Regions from separate parts of the Zea mays genome. Here regions 2 and 3 are each linked to region 1. A link is a contact called in public Hi-C data. All regions are on one chromosome and are shown on one strand. Each heading gives the region's core, a stretch centred on a gene start, on an enhancer-like site or on the middle of the called end of the contact. The rest is flanking DNA. Distances are from core to core; before and after follow the strand shown. Region 1 holds the start of LOC103626686 (calcium-transporting ATPase 5, plasma membrane-type). Region 2 holds the start of LOC100284053. Region 3 holds the start of LOC103626687 (OSJNBa0041A02.21-like protein).

Region 1 (5,085 bases), core at 1,416-3,915:
CGGACCCTCACATGATTAATATATGGAACTAAATTCAATTTGTCATATGCATTGCATCGCATGTGATGTTGTTACTTTTGTTCTACTGCTTAATTGGGTTGGTATTTACTTATACTTAGTAATTGCTAATAAAATTTTGACCAACTTTAAAAGCAATGCTCAGCTCTAACCATCCTCTTTGGTAAGCCTTACACTTCACATAAACTCCCACCTTTGGCGAGTTCATTCACATTATTCCCCACAACTTGTTGAGCGATGAACGTATGTGAGCTCACTCTTGTTGTCTCACACCCCCCACAGGTCAAGAACAGGTACCCCAGGATGAGGCGCATGGAGGATGCTGCGATGTGTTCGTGAGAGATCTAGGCTGTTGTCTCCCAGTCAACTTTGGGTTGCTGGACCGTTGTCTCCTTATAATGTAATTATTTATTTATTTTGTATAGAACTCCTATTATGTAGTAAAGATGTGGCATTCGATCATGTGCCATGATTCATCATATGTGTGAGACTTGGTCCCAGCACACCTGGTGATTATGTTCGCTCCCGGATCTTGGTGCCCAAAAATCCGGGTGTGACAGCTGTTCTTTTGTTCTTTCATTGTTTTTTTATCTGCCAACCCGAATGCATGTGTGCTATCTTTGTGCACACGAGTGCTCGAGAAGTGTCTCTGTGCACATGAACCGACCGGTTCTCTTGATGGGAAGATCCAACTAGGGTTTCTAAACCCTAACCTTGATGGGGTTTCCCTTTTTTATTTATTTCTTGGCTACGAATTCATAGATCCAAAGTCCTTGAGTACGATCTCTGACTTGATTTTTTTGAATTGGGTTTAGGTATTCAAACCCTAACCCTAGACCGTGAATGAATCACGGGTTCATGGCCGAGACCTCGTGTCTATTCTAGTGGTCAAAACCCTAGATTTAGGGTTAGGTTAAACCCTAACCTGAGAGATCTAAAATTCTCTCTATCTATTCTTTCTAGTTCTAATCTGTCTGTTCTCGGGTGATGAACATGATTAAAAATGAGTTAAATCACATTGATCAGAGACCTTTCTGTGATCTCATAAAACCGATGCGGATTAAGAGATCTAGGGGTCTTAGAATGGCTCTGATACCATTGTTAGATTCTATGGTGCTTAGGATCGACTTCTAAGTCCCTAGAATACCAATCCGTGACTGAAAGGAAAACCTCGATGACGAGTAGATCTGATCTACTGAGAGGAATAGGGAAACACACCTTTCTTGTTGTTGTTAGAGAGTTGTCGCAGTTGCCGTCTTCATATCGTTGCCCTGCCGAGAACCAGCATGCATCAAATCTGAGCTGTTGTGGGTTGTAGTGTTTCCAGTCACTCCGACGCCTAGGCGATGGGGTCTCTAGAGACTAGGGTTTTGGGGTGAGGTACTAGAGTTAGTTTTTCCTACGATCACTTAGTCCTATATTTATAGCGTCGTATGTCTGGGGGCTCCAACCGAGGTTAGTGTGGGCCCTCCCGATCAAGAGCCCGATTAAAGAGACGATAGTTGGGTTAAACCCAATCTGATCTATATTGACCAGCTGTACTGGACACGCCAACAGTTTTAATATAAATTTAATAGTTTCATTTTTATTAAGTCAATATTTATGAATATTGTTTATTAATGATTATAGTTGAAAACATTTAACTTAGCATATACAATCGTGACTTTAATATAGGAAATTGAGGGAGTAATTATTAGCTCTATAAGTTCTAAAAGGACCTTATATTAAATACGACAAACAGCACAACACGTACACGACTAGCTAGTTCGTTCTTACCGTGTTGTCCGTTTGAACATGTATACAGCCATCAGCCTATCATACACCTTCGTTACCGATGCTGACCATGCATGCGTGCATCATGCAACGACAGGCACCAAAGTTCCAGTACAACGGGCAACTCACTTGAAACTTCCATAGTTCCAGAATTCCTGCACTGCATGTCATATCGGAATCCAATGGCTGTAAAGCAGACGAATGCCGTTGCATGTGTGCGCCGGTGCTGTAGCATCATGACACGCACAGTAGTAAGATCGACATATATTCATGTAGCACCATCAAAAACCCAAATCCGCGTTCAGTTGATTTGTGTTGAGCACAGTTTATGTCATGTCCACGGTTCGGTCCTATAATCGGACGGTACACGCATGAACAGAATTTGTATGGAATCGACTTATAATGGATACAAATCTCTTATCTCCTGTTTGTTTCCTTTCATTTTGAGGAATTAAAATCTTACTAATGAAATAGACTATTTTTTGGAATTTGACATTCCACCACTTTCCAAAATTATCATATAAGTTTATCTCAAATTTATGGGATGAGAGATGAAAATTGATTCTATAGATTTACATGTTGTTTTTCCTATGCACAACTTATAACACACTCTTCTACTTGATTCGCTATAACATAAATATAATATATAACACTATCTCTAGTATGATTTAGAATAATATATAAATATATTACATATATAAATATATAAACTTAATTAGTTTTGTCTAAATTATAATTATTAAAATAGAATTCAATTCCAACGAAACAAACGGTGTCTTATATAAATGAAAAGGTATGACTGATTAATGTTCGACAATAGATCTAATCAAAGCCCCAACCGGATAAAAACCACAGCAACGCGAGACCAGTAGCACTCACACACGAACCAAAAATCCACACGAGAGGGCTTCAGGCAAAACAAGCTAAAGCTTCCTCGGCATAAGTACAACACAGAGCCTATAAAACTATAGCTGCTGTACGTCCGGCCGTCGTCCCGTGCAAACTAGCGTGCTACTCCGACGAGCGAGAAGAGCAGCTAGCATCGGGCCGTTTCTTCTCGATCCATCCGGCCGCCGTCGCCGCCGCGAGGTATGTAAAAGTGTTCCTTCCCCGGCCTGTGGCCGAGACCCAGTAGCAGCGTCGGCGCCGGTAGCGTCGTAGCGACGACGGTGACCCGGCCAGGGTTGATTCGTTTCTTAGCTTTTCTTTTCAGTAGTTCTGCTTTCGCTCTGTAGTTCACTTTTATGCACCAGGGATTCTTGCTTGACCTAGAGGATTAGGCATCCATAGCTGACGCCGCAGATCCAATCACAAAGCGACCCGGCTAGTACTGGGGTCAGCTTGGCCTTTCAGAGTTCAGACTGTTTCACAGTAAAAGTAGACAAAATACTCAAGGACTGACTACTGAGAGCATCTCGAGCAGCTCCGGTAAGTCTGAATTCCACAATACTGTACTCTCTAAAACGTCGTCTGAATATGGTGGACACTCTTTTATGTTATATAGAGAGATTATCTTCTCTATTCTATATATTTTTATATTTTAGATAACAGATTAAACAAAACTAAAATATATTTAAATATTTTAGGGTACGACAGATACATAATTATAAAAATCTAAAGCAAAAATACGTCTTTAATTTAGGTCTTTCATGGATAAGATATAGATAATATTATTAAAGATAAACAAGAAATGAAGGACTTAATCTTTTTTAAAAAATTATTATGGACGAATATAGAGGATACCACTAGAGACGATCTAAGACTCCATAACCCCCTAAAATTATTATATTAAGCGACATATGACTATTTTCTTACTATAGCAGATCCCTAATAGCCTCTTTATTCCCCCAAAAATGCCCTTCTCCCCAATTAAATGGAGAGTTATATCTACTAAATAGAGCGGGTCATACAACGACTACGACTTCTTGCCTATGTAAGGTTTAGTTCACATCAACTTCGACGAGCACATCTCGAAAGCGACGTCAGTTTCGTCACATGGTTTTAGAACAGAAGTCGTTGACGAGCAAGGACACCACCAACATCCTCCTCTTCAATATCGCAAGAGCAAAAACACGCGTGGAGGGTGCTTCTCGAGGCCTCCTTCATCAAAGACCATGACAAATGGCACGAGGATGTGATCGACTGGTCTCTACAGTCAAAGATGGCATGGCACGTCGTGGGGCCAAAACCACCTAATCAGTGCCCAAGGCTAGGGCTAGGGCCGACGTGGATGTGACGAGGCCAGGAAGGAGGCTGTCGTAGATGAGAAGGTTGCAGAAGGCTAGAAAAATGGAGAAGACGGGTTGAAAAAGGTACCAACATGTAGGTTCCCACATGTAAGCATTATTAGGGTTGATGTATTGGTGACTAATATTGATAATCACCAATAATATTACTCTACTAGTTAGTTGCGCATGCATCGCTATGGTTTCTATATATCATATCGGCAGACATTTTAAAATGAGATAGTTATTCAAACACGATACAAACTCATAGACTAGTTGAGTGCGAATGACGAAGTATGAGGCGTGGGGTTAGACAAGATGAAGTTTTTTATCTCGCTTTTTTATGCTCGCAAGATCAGGAACAATGAGGGAGGAGGTATTGGACAGATGACCAAATAAGCTATGCCTCGCGGGCTAGCATAAGACACAACTCATTTAATAGTGCCACAGTCTGGTTCAATATGATTTAAAGTGGGTTCGTGCTATGCTTGGGTTGTCTTATCGGCCTGTAATGTTGTCCCGGTCCAACACGATTTTTATTTTAAATTATTAATGTGTATATTTATAGTACATATCTTTTATATAACACAAACCAACAAAGTGGTGCAGTGGTTAGGAGACGGTAGTTTGTTCCTTGTGACTTGTGTTTAAACCCTAGTGGTAGCGTATTTTTTGGATTTTCGCAGTTGCATGAGGAGAAATTATTTTTCGCATGTGCACATGGGAGAGGCGAACGACGTACAAAGGGAGAAACTACTATATTACGGTAGTAGAGATAGAGATTGGGGACATGAACATGGTTTTGATGGATTTTTGTTTGGGATCATTTTGAGGGTTGTTGCCTTGTTGGGCAGGATAGATCAGGCCTGATTCAATTCAGACCCGCTGATGAGGTTTGGTCCATAACTGTACCCCAATCAACATGATGATTCGAGCTAAGGCTGTCTGTAGTGGGGAGCTGAAAAAGCTCCCCTAAAATTTTACCGTAAAGTAGAGGCTGCACTGATTTACCTTACACCCTACTCTACTCTCTCTCTCTCTCTCCGACTCCATCGACCCCAAATCCAGC
Region 2 (5,085 bases), core at 1,724-4,223, 360 kb before region 1:
TTCTTTGGTGTTTTATCATAAACATTCTTCAAGTCAATAAAAAAACCATATGTAGATTCTTTTTTGCTCCATATATTATCCATCACTTGTATTATTAAAAATACCTTTCATGATTGAGCTTTTGGACATGAAACTAATTGATTTAGAAATTATCGTTATTTCTTAAAAAAATCTATCCACTTTATTCCTTACTCCTTAGTCCTCACGCTTGATAACACTTCCTCCTTATGCTGCATAACTCTTCTCCGTAGTTTCATAGTAAGGCTGATCAACTTAATTCCTCAATAATTTGTATAACTTTCTCGTATTTTTGTAGATCAATGAGCAAACTTAGTTCCTCAATAATTAGCACAACTTTTCCGTATTTTTATAAATCAGTATCAATATACTTAACACGCATGGATACTCAAGGCATCCACTTGGAGCACTACACCAACATTTCTATACGCTGGTGACAAGTACTCACGTGGATCCGAACGTTCTGTTGCCCTTGCCGCTGCATATCGAATGACATTTGTGGCAAATCGGTACTAGTAAAGTCACTAAGAAGCACAGGCAATAACAAGTAGAATTTTCTTTCGTTGCAGCTCAAACTAGGACGGAGCCTGTAAAAAATTTCTACGAGCACAAGCTTAGAGGTTTTTTCAGTAACTAATAAGTACATTAACAGCACGACAAATAAAACAGAAAGAAACAGACTACTACTGAAGAGAAGCTGGACCACCAATCACGAGAAATGTATACCAGCTTTGTTGAAGAGGGACAGCAGGTATAAGAAATCAACTTGGCTCAGCTTGGAACCTCTCTTTTCTGCAAAATCGCCCTGCTGCAATATACCCATAATCTTTTCTTTAAAGCTTGCAGCACCATCTCCAGCCATGTCTGCATCATCCATTTCCATTTCATCATCTTCCTTATCATAGCCAGTCTCCATGCTCATATCTTCAACCATATTAGCCAGCAACGCGACATCGTCTGCGGACATCTTCTCCTCACCCATTTCTGCATCTTGCACAGTTTGGAGAGACTGCATAGTCTTGTAGTTCTTCTCTAGCAATTCCAGAACACGTTTCTGTTTAAAGAGGGAGCCCAGGGTCTTGTTCTTCCGGTTGAAACAAATCCTCACAAGCCCATCCCACTCCTTGAAGCTGACAGGAGGGAGGGGCTTCCTGGGCTCTATTCGCACAACTGATGAATCAACTTTGGGTGGAGGCCTAAAGTTGTTCCTCCCCACCTTCAGGAGATGCGACACTCGTGACAGGAGCTGCACATTCACGGAGAGACGACAGTAGAGGCTATCTCCCGGTTGTGCCACAAGTCTCATGGCAAATTCACGTTGAAACATAATCACAGCACACCTAAAGATTGGACGGTGTGACAGAAGCTTGAAAGTAAGGGGAGATGAGATCTGGTACGGGATGTTTGCCACACAAATATCAAAGTATGGGAGATCACATTTGAGGACATCTCCTTGGATAACCTGCATCATGAGGCAACTTATTATTCTATGCTCATATTACTATGGAAGGGAAAGCAAAACAGGACAAAAGAATACATATAATTACTTGATGTTGTTCAATTTGCACTCACAATCCAGTTGGTTCTAACAAAGGATTTACACTACTGCCATCTACTTTGACCATCTTAAACTTCATTGTATCAGGCTAGTTTTCATTTCCATAGCACTTAAAATTGATTTCCTTATCCCCAATGAATTATTCATAAAATTAACTGTCTGCAAATCATTAATTCTCACATAGGTGTGCCTAACCGAAAGCTGACAAGATACACCATAGATAGTTCATTACAGGATTTGATTTACCCCAATTCAATTTGCTTTCTCGTGCATGAGTAGCACCAATTAAAAAATCGCCAACAATAAGCACATCAGGGCATCTTCATGAAAAGGTGAACTCATTTCTGACAAACCTAACTCACTCGCTCTTCATGTACATGTACCACAAATGCCAATGGTACACTGGATAGAACATCCTGACATAATTACTCATTCATCAGCTCCTAAAAACTCCAAAAATGAGGCACTAAAGTCAATATCCTGAACGTTTTACTAGTTCACCAGTTTAGCTCATGAAGGCTATCTATGATGCATTGTAAGTTACATGTACAACACTTCAGAAGTAGTTGACAGTGAACCAAATGTCTTCACGTAGTATACCGCAAATTAAGGTCCTAAAGTTACAGCCTCTTCACCATCAGTACCAGCAAACAAAGATCCTAAAATTATGGCCTGTTCAACAACAGTGCTACCAATAACAGGAATCACAACGGGGGAGAGGAAAGTCCCATTAATCAACTCCTTCAAACATAAAGATTCTAAACCTGAGTTTTCCAGCTCCACCACACCATTCAGCTCATTACAAATGAGCTCCATTTGCAGTCGACAAGACATCAAGTTAACCAAAATCGAAAACAAAAAAAAATCTTGAAAAAACTTGCAAACAACAATCGAAGAGCGAACTTCAGGGAATCAATTAATTTATTCTACAACCAGGTAACTAGGTTCTGGGAGAGGATGGTACCTTGAGGCGCGAGGAGAGCGGGTGCCCCTGGAACCGCCGGTTGAGCTCGAGCACCATGCGCGGGTCGAGCTCGACGGCGACGACGGCCTTGACACCAGCCTCGAGGAGGCGCTTGGTGAGGTTTCCTGTGCCCGGCCCGATCTCCAGGACGGTGTCGGTGGGCTTGAGACCGGCCTTGGCGACGATGGAGTCCACCAGCGCCGGGTTCCGCAGGATGTGCTGCCCCTTGGACTTCTCGAACGGGATACCGCCCTGCAGCCGGGCGCCTCCCGCCGCGCCGTGGCGCTTCTTCTGGATCTTGCCCCCCGCCATGGTGTTGGGGATTCGGGTTCACCCTGGACGCCGCCGCTGGAGGAGCAGGTGGTGGTGAGCGATGGGTTGTAGGAGCGCGCACTGCGGCGATGAAGAGAGAGAGAGAGAGAGAGATGGCGGCTAGGGCTTCGGGATCAGGGATATTCAGCTTTCAGGCATTGGTTGTTCGCACCGGGCCTCCACCGGGCCAGCCCAAATACGTTGCTCGCACGGCCCAGTTTTGTTCAATGATTTAATTTCCTCGATCTCGCACGAATTTGCGCGGATTCCGTACTCCTGAAGACTAATTCGTGAGTTTGTAGATATAAATCAAGCATGGTTGAAGCGACCTTTTCTTGCAATGGATCTTCTGTTCGGCTAGATTTAGGGGGTGTTTGACATGTGTCCAGAGTAAAACTCTAATGGGGAGCTATCCAGAGCATGACAATCACTCTAACTCCAGAGTTGTAATTTTATGGAGTTTTTGGAGCTGCAATATAATTTTTTGGAGTACCTCTTTTGTTGCTCTGAAAACTCTAAAAAACAACCTAGTCATGGAGCCTGCGGTACACCGGACTGTTTGGTGCCCAAGCTGCGTGCGCGGCGAACTGGTTGCTCTCGGAAAAAGTTAGAGGAGCTACGGTTATAATCCACCGAACTATCCGGTGTGCATCGGACTGTCCGGTGTGTCAGCCGCGCCCACTCTAACGGTCAATCGCGCGGTCAGCGGGCGACACGTGGACATTACCAACGGTCACCAGGTCGCACCGGACTATCCGGTGTGCTACGGGGACTGGTGGCTACAACGGCCGGCTTCGCCAGAAAAGGAAGGAAATCGCACACTGTTCACTGTCCGATGGTGCACCGGACCCCACGGACAGAAGGCAACAATGGCCTTCCAAATAGAGCTCCAACAGCTCCTAGCTACCTTGGGGCTATAAAAGGAACCCCTAGGCGCATGGAGCAGTACACACTCATTGAACATTCTAAGACGTCGAGACTACGCATACACGCATTTGGTTCATCGTGTTAGAGATTTGAGTACTTTTCTGAGCTGTAACTCCGTGTGCTCGTTCTTGTCTTGCGTGCGTGTTGTTGCTGCAACTCTCGCTCTTGTGTGTGTTGTTATTCCCCCTTACTCTTGTGTTTACTTGAGATCATTTGTGTAAGGCGTGAGAGACTCCAAAGTGTGGAGATTCCTCACAAACAGGATATTGTTGAGATAAATAGAATCGTTGTATTCAAGTTGATCTTTGGATCACTTAAAAGGGGTTGAGTGCAACCCTCATCCATTAGGACGCCACAACGTGGAGTAGGCAAGTATTACTTGACCGAACCATGGGATAAAAATAGTTATGTCAAGTGTCTTTTCTCCTGTGCGATTCTTTCTCTATATCCACTCATTTCACTTGCATAATTGCTCTAAGTTTAATACTCACCTTGTGAAGAGCAATTAAAGTGAAGAAGTGTTCTCCGCTCTTACTCCTCATTCGAACTTGGCTTTAGCATTCACTAATCCAATATTAGCCCAAGTTTTGTTTTGTTGAGCTATTTTTATAGGATCACCTATTCATCCCCCTCTAGGTGCTCTCAATTGGTATCAGAACTGTTCTCTTCATCAAGGGACTAACCGCCCGAAGAGATGGATCCTAAGGGAAAGGAGATCGTGATCAATGACAAGGAAAAGGAGAAGGAGGCCCTCTACATTGGTGAGCCAAAAGGTAACAAGCCCACCGACTTAGGCTCAAACAACAGGATGAAGGATGAGAAGAAGAAGAGGCATATCAAGAAGATCATCTACTGCGATAGTGATGCCTCATCTTCTTCACCAAGGGATGACGACGACATCTCATCCACGAAAAAGAAAACGGTTAATCAAATCTATTCTTTTGATTATTCTCGCATCTCGTATAATCCGAATGCTCATTTATTATCTATTCTACTCGGTAAACCCTCTCACTTTGATGGAGAAGACTATTACTTTAGGATCCATAAAATGCATAGTCATTTATTTTCTCTCCATCCTAGTATTTGGGAAATTATGGAAAATGGAATGCAATTTGACAGTAGTGATAATCCTGTATTATTTAACGAACAAATTCATAAAAATTCACAAGCTACTACTGTTTTGGTGGCATCTCTATGCAGGGATGAATATAACAAGGTCAGGGGCTTGGACAATGCCAAACAAATTTAGGACACCCTCAAGATTTCTCATGAGGGAAACGATGTCATGATGATCACCAAAATGGAA
Region 3 (5,085 bases), core at 1,721-4,220, 300 kb before region 1:
ATTCATTACATGCAGAACATCAGGAGATAAACTAAGTTGTAAGACGGACAAAGCTTTTCATCAAAATATTCCCATTTATCATCAGTCATATCAGCAGGTCATGGTTGCAACGCCTTTCGTACATATAACTGAGTAAGAACAACCTTCATATGAATCTGCCACGTAGCAAAACTGATTTTGCCATTAAAGTTCGGAATATCAATTTTAGTCGACATTATAACCTGAAATAAAAAATCCTAATGTGAAACAGAGATCTGTGTGCAATCTGATTGGTGTAGGTAGAGAATAAAAAAATCCTCTGATCCTTGCGTGAGGAGACGCAACAAGTACGTAGCACTTGATCCTTTCACGTTGGTTTCTGGAGAGAGATTTCCGACTCGTAGCAGATCACGCGAAATCGATGGAAAAGGAATGCGCGGCGAAGGAAAAAAATTTCGTTGACGATGGATAAACCGGCGGCTGCGGCAGTAGCACGGATGAGTGCGCCACGCCAGATCTTGAAGACTGAGATCTGACGAAGATCCGGCCAGCGACGGCAGTAGCAAGAACAAGAGCAGCGGCGGCTCCCAAACGGATGCACGATGGCGGCAGTTCATCAACGAAAAGAACTCGCGACGGAGACAACGAGGGGAATAAAAAACTGTGTCTAATCTTAGATTTGATACCAATTGTTAGGATAGTAAGTGCAAAAAAAAGACACAAAATTTAACGTGGAAAAAGCTCCTACAATGTGAAGAAAAAAAACCACGAAAAATAGATCTATTATGTGGTGCGATTTACAGGATAAAGGGAGCCTATTTATATAGAAAAAGAAGATAGAGATAGAGTCATATCTTATTATCCAACAGTGTCCTGAACACTTCAAATAAAATAATATAGTATTTCAAATCTTGAAGCACTATTTTAAGTCACATAGTTGGAGATGCTATGACTAAATAAGTTGCAAACACAGGTATTATCATAAGGAGCACGTGGCAAACCTAAATCCTAAGATGGTACGATTGATTTATTTCGAAATGACACTTCCCAATCATGTTCGCTGCTGTTACCCAAGCATCACGTTTTGTTGCCGAAAGGCTAGGTCACTCGCAAACTGTTGGCACGGAGCTTTGCCCTCACATCAAACTTCGTACAAGTCAGGCCACCACAGGTCAGGTCCAGTTCTGAAAAGAATGGTGCACATTGCTGGCATGTCGCCATGCCTGTGCATCGATCAGTCATCGTGCCACAGAACAGCAGGAACACAAAGCAAATAAACATGGGGAATTAGAGCTGGTTTTTTTTATGTACATTGTTTTTTCCCTCTCTCGCTCTCTCTACAGTGACAATGTGCAGTAGAAGTGCACCGAGCACAAAGGAGATTGTAGTACACACCACACCAGCACCGTTTCCTAGTCAAACTGATAGTATGCCCCAGTCCCCACCCCAGAGGCCCCCGCAGTGGAGCTTTCAGCTTTTCACCGACACGAACAGACACTGCCTAGTCATCTTCTACCGCACGGCGGTGCGTCGGTGCCGCGCGCTCACCGCGCGGCGGCCGTGCCGGTGCGGCGCGACGAAGCGAAGTGCCAGAACGACGGCGTCCAGGTCCAGAACGGCGACCGCTTCCGGCGCTCCGGAGCGCTGGGCGCGCCGGCCTCCAGGCCCAGCATGCCCCACATCACCTGAACGTCGTGGTACCCGCAGGTCTGCACGTCCTTGTGGAGGTCCACGATTCCTGCGCGCTCTGGATTGCATTGCAACCAACATGATGACAAGTATTCGCGAATGTATGGCGCAGTTTCGCAAGACATTAGTGCAGGAAGAAAGATTTTTTTAAAATGAAAAATGATCCTACCGATCGACGACAGTATAGGAGAATGCCAAATGCCCTGTTTTATGCTAGTGTAGACAGATTTTGACAAAAATAAAAAGATTAAAAAAAGAGAGAGGGAATGCCATATGGCAGTATAAACCAATTGGCTAAACCAGGTCTCCAAGGCAAAAGCTGACCGAGTTGTATGTCCTCCAAACAACCCGTTGAAAGCAAAGTGTCTAGGAGTACAAGGTGGCGTAGTAGTGTCCGCCACTGTTTCCTATACTCTGAAGGTTGGTTTATAGTGTGTTTGGTTTGAGTTCAAAGTATGATAAGATGAAGTCGACACCGTCATCTTGATTTTTCTTTTTCGTGATCCTATCACCAAATCAGCCTACATGGCCACTCCTGCTGCATTGTTTGGTGCTCATCAGATTCTTGTGAGAATCAAGATGCTGAGACGGTAGCTAGCTAGATCACACCATGTACTGGGAGTTTATGCAACATTGGAAATCGCCGTGCTCCAAGACAGTCACATTCAGAACAATCTTCAGCGAAATACTAGTATTGGGAACGGAAATAACTACACAAGGCGCCGAAACAACTGAATCACGAGCCGCTCCTGCTCCTTTGGCCTTTGCCCGTTGGATCAGCTCAGATCGGCCGAGGAATGCGCGTCCAGCAAGAAGCGCCACCGTCCGTCGAGCCAACTGAGCCAGCCGAGAACTAGCGGAGGAGGGGTTGGCCGAGCGCGAGCGGGAAAAAAAAAAGGCTACTTACCAGTGCGGCGCTTGCGGCCGCGCACGCGCGCGGCGACGACGACGGCGAGCCAGGCGTGGCGCGCTGGCGCGACGACCCGCGCGCGCCACCACGCCATGGCGCGTGTCCCGGCGACCCTGGGCGCCCCGCCGCCTGGTCCGCGCGGCGGCTCCGCTGGCCGCCGGGCACGGCCTCCTAGCCTCGCCGTGGCTTCGAACGACGGCTGACCTGATGTTGTCGCAAGAACCACCACCGCCGTGCCCTCTCGCGCTGCTTGCCTGTTTCTCACCGACTGCTAATGCCAATCAGCCAATGTTATGGGGGCATCGGATTGTGGAGTTTATATATAAGTGTATTTTTATATATAATAGATCCTGGATCACAGGATCGCACGGCTCCCTAATCAATGCCGCTGACGCCTTTACGTTTCGCGCAAAATACGCGCGCACGCACGGCTGACGGCACGCACGCGCTTCTCTGTACTGTACTTGTGTACCAGCCGGTAGCGATTTCTTTACTTTTACTTTTTTTAAAAATATTTTTTTTAAAAAAATTAATAGGTATGGCTACACCAAACTCTCTCTCGCGGTCAAACTGCTCTGCCACGCTGGCTCGCTGACGGCTGATCCATTAAATATAGTATTAAATATAGTTTAATTACAAAACTAATTATATATAGGTAGGACTAAACGGTAAGATAAATCTGTAAAATCTAATTAGTTCATTATTCACTCATATGATCTTATAATAAATACTAGTGAATTGCTCGTGTCTAGCGCGGGAGTCATCTGTCGATGTATTTACATATTTAAAAGAACGTGCTTTAAATAAAATAGAAACAACAAAATACGTGGATATATAAAAGTGACAGGTTCGTAGTAGCAGAATAGTTTAGTCTACAAATGTAGCAGCAACATCTTAGATGTCAACATTCAAAATTTCATATCAACGATCTTAGGGACATCATAATTAAAGCCGGTAGTTCTATTATGCTAATTAAATGCATTTGAGGTTAATTTACTATGATTCACATCATACATAGCGAGATAACCAAATTGGCAAAGCAACATTGACATAGTGACAAATATGTCATCTAACTATTAGCTTCAGTGCATTCAACAGCCTCTAAATCAGGAGTTGACCACTTCCCGCCATCTGATTTGAACAATCATTTCACCAAGCATATACCAATCGCCTGTTGTACATAAACATTAGCTCTATTAGTTCAGAGATACCAGCGGTAGTCAAAACTGGAGGACCGGCTACAGTAGCCATCGGCCGAGGTGCCTTCCGTGCTGCTGTAGTGAGACAGCTTGTTGTCACCTTCCACCCCCAAGGAACGCGATGTTCAGATGAGAGTATGAGACAACGACCTTGTTTGTTTCGGCTTCTGGCAGCTTCTGTCCACCAAAAGCTACTGCGGACTGCTAAACGCTCAGCTTTTTAGATAGCTTTTTGTCGGCGTTTCGACCCCGGGGGGTCCCTGGACTGACGAGTAAATTGTCGTTGCGTGTCCCAGCCCAGATGGGTCGGCGTGAGACGGAACACAAGGGGGAACAATAAGGGGAAACCGCGACTCGTGTTGTCCTGCGCCCAGGGCGGATGCGCTTGCAGTAGGGGGTTACAAGCATTCGCGAGGGAGAGAGAGAGACTGTCCGTCAGCCCGTTCTCCTGCGCGGCCACCTTCCCGTACGAGGGCCCTGGACCTTCCTTTTATAGATGTAAGGAGAGGGCCCAGGTGTACAATGGGGGGTGTAGCAATGTGCTATCGTGTCTAGCAGAGAGGAGCCAGAGCCCTATGTACATGCCGACGTGGCTGTCAGAGAGGTGTTGCTGCCCTGTTCATGTGATGTCGTGGCCGTCGGAGGAGTGCTCAAACCCTGTAGAAGTACAGCTGTCGGGGCTGTCGGATCCTTGTTGACGTCTCCTTGCTTCCGTAGGGGGCTGAGAACTGCCATCGTCATGGAGCACGCGGGGTGCCATCATTACTTGTTTACCGGGGCGAGCCAGATGGGACGCCGGTCTTGTTCCCCGTATCCTGAGCTAGCTAGGGGTAGGGTAATGATGTACCCCTTGCGGTGTGGTCGGTCCGAGCCCGAGGTCGGGCGAGGCGGTGACTCCTCCGAGGTCGAGGTTGAGTCCGAGCCCTGGGGTCGGGCGAGGCGGAGACCGTCTTTCGAGGTCGAGGTGGAGTCCGAGGCCTGGGGTCGGGTGAGGCGGAGACCATCTTCCGAGGTCGAGGTGGAGTCCGAGCCCTAGGGTCGGGCGAGGCGGAGACCGTCTTCTGAGGTCGAGGTGGAGTCCGAGCCCTGGGGTCGGGCGAGGCGGAGCTTCCTATGGCGCCTGAGGTTGGACTCGGCGGCTGTCAGCCTCACCCTGGCGGGTGGCACAGCAGTCGAAGCAGTGCAGGCGGCGCTGTTTTCCTGTCAGGTCAGTCAGTGGAGGGGCGAAGTGACTGCGGTCACTTCGGCCTTGTCGACTGAGGAGCACGCGTCAGGATAAGGTGTCAGGCGATCCTTGCATTGAATGCT

Evidence for each region. Hi-C and Micro-C count contacts between places; a contact is called where the count stands out from the background.
Region 2: a contact with region 1 is called in a Hi-C map of ear, with 3 times the contacts expected there. The contact joins the promoter of LOC100284053 here to the promoter of LOC103626686 in region 1. A contact is called at or near these places in 4 of 25 Hi-C or Micro-C datasets (ear, leaf and tassel).
Region 3: a contact with region 1 is called in a Hi-C map of leaf, with 6 times the contacts expected there. The contact joins the promoter of LOC103626687 here to the promoter of LOC103626686 in region 1. A contact is called at or near these places in 6 of 25 Hi-C or Micro-C datasets (bundle sheath, ear, leaf and 1 more).

The regions. Positions count from the first base shown.
Region 1 is chr5:90,316,292-90,321,376 of Zm-B73-REFERENCE-NAM-5.0, reverse strand. It overlaps LOC103626686 (calcium-transporting ATPase 5, plasma membrane-type), which reads left to right and starts at 2,665. Exons shown (of 35, transcript XM_020538441.3): 1 at 2,665-2,880.
Region 2 is chr5:90,675,214-90,680,298 of Zm-B73-REFERENCE-NAM-5.0, reverse strand. It overlaps LOC100284053, which reads right to left and starts at 2,973. Exons shown (of 2, transcript NM_001156951.1): 1 at 2,541-2,973; 2 at 586-1,480. The coding sequence starts at 2,852. The coding sequence ends at 728.
Region 3 is chr5:90,616,292-90,621,376 of Zm-B73-REFERENCE-NAM-5.0, reverse strand. LOC103626687 (OSJNBa0041A02.21-like protein) reads right to left here and starts at 2,970. Exons shown (of 2, transcript XM_008647083.4): 1 at 2,576-2,970; 2 at 1,241-1,726. The coding sequence starts at 2,672. The coding sequence ends at 1,524.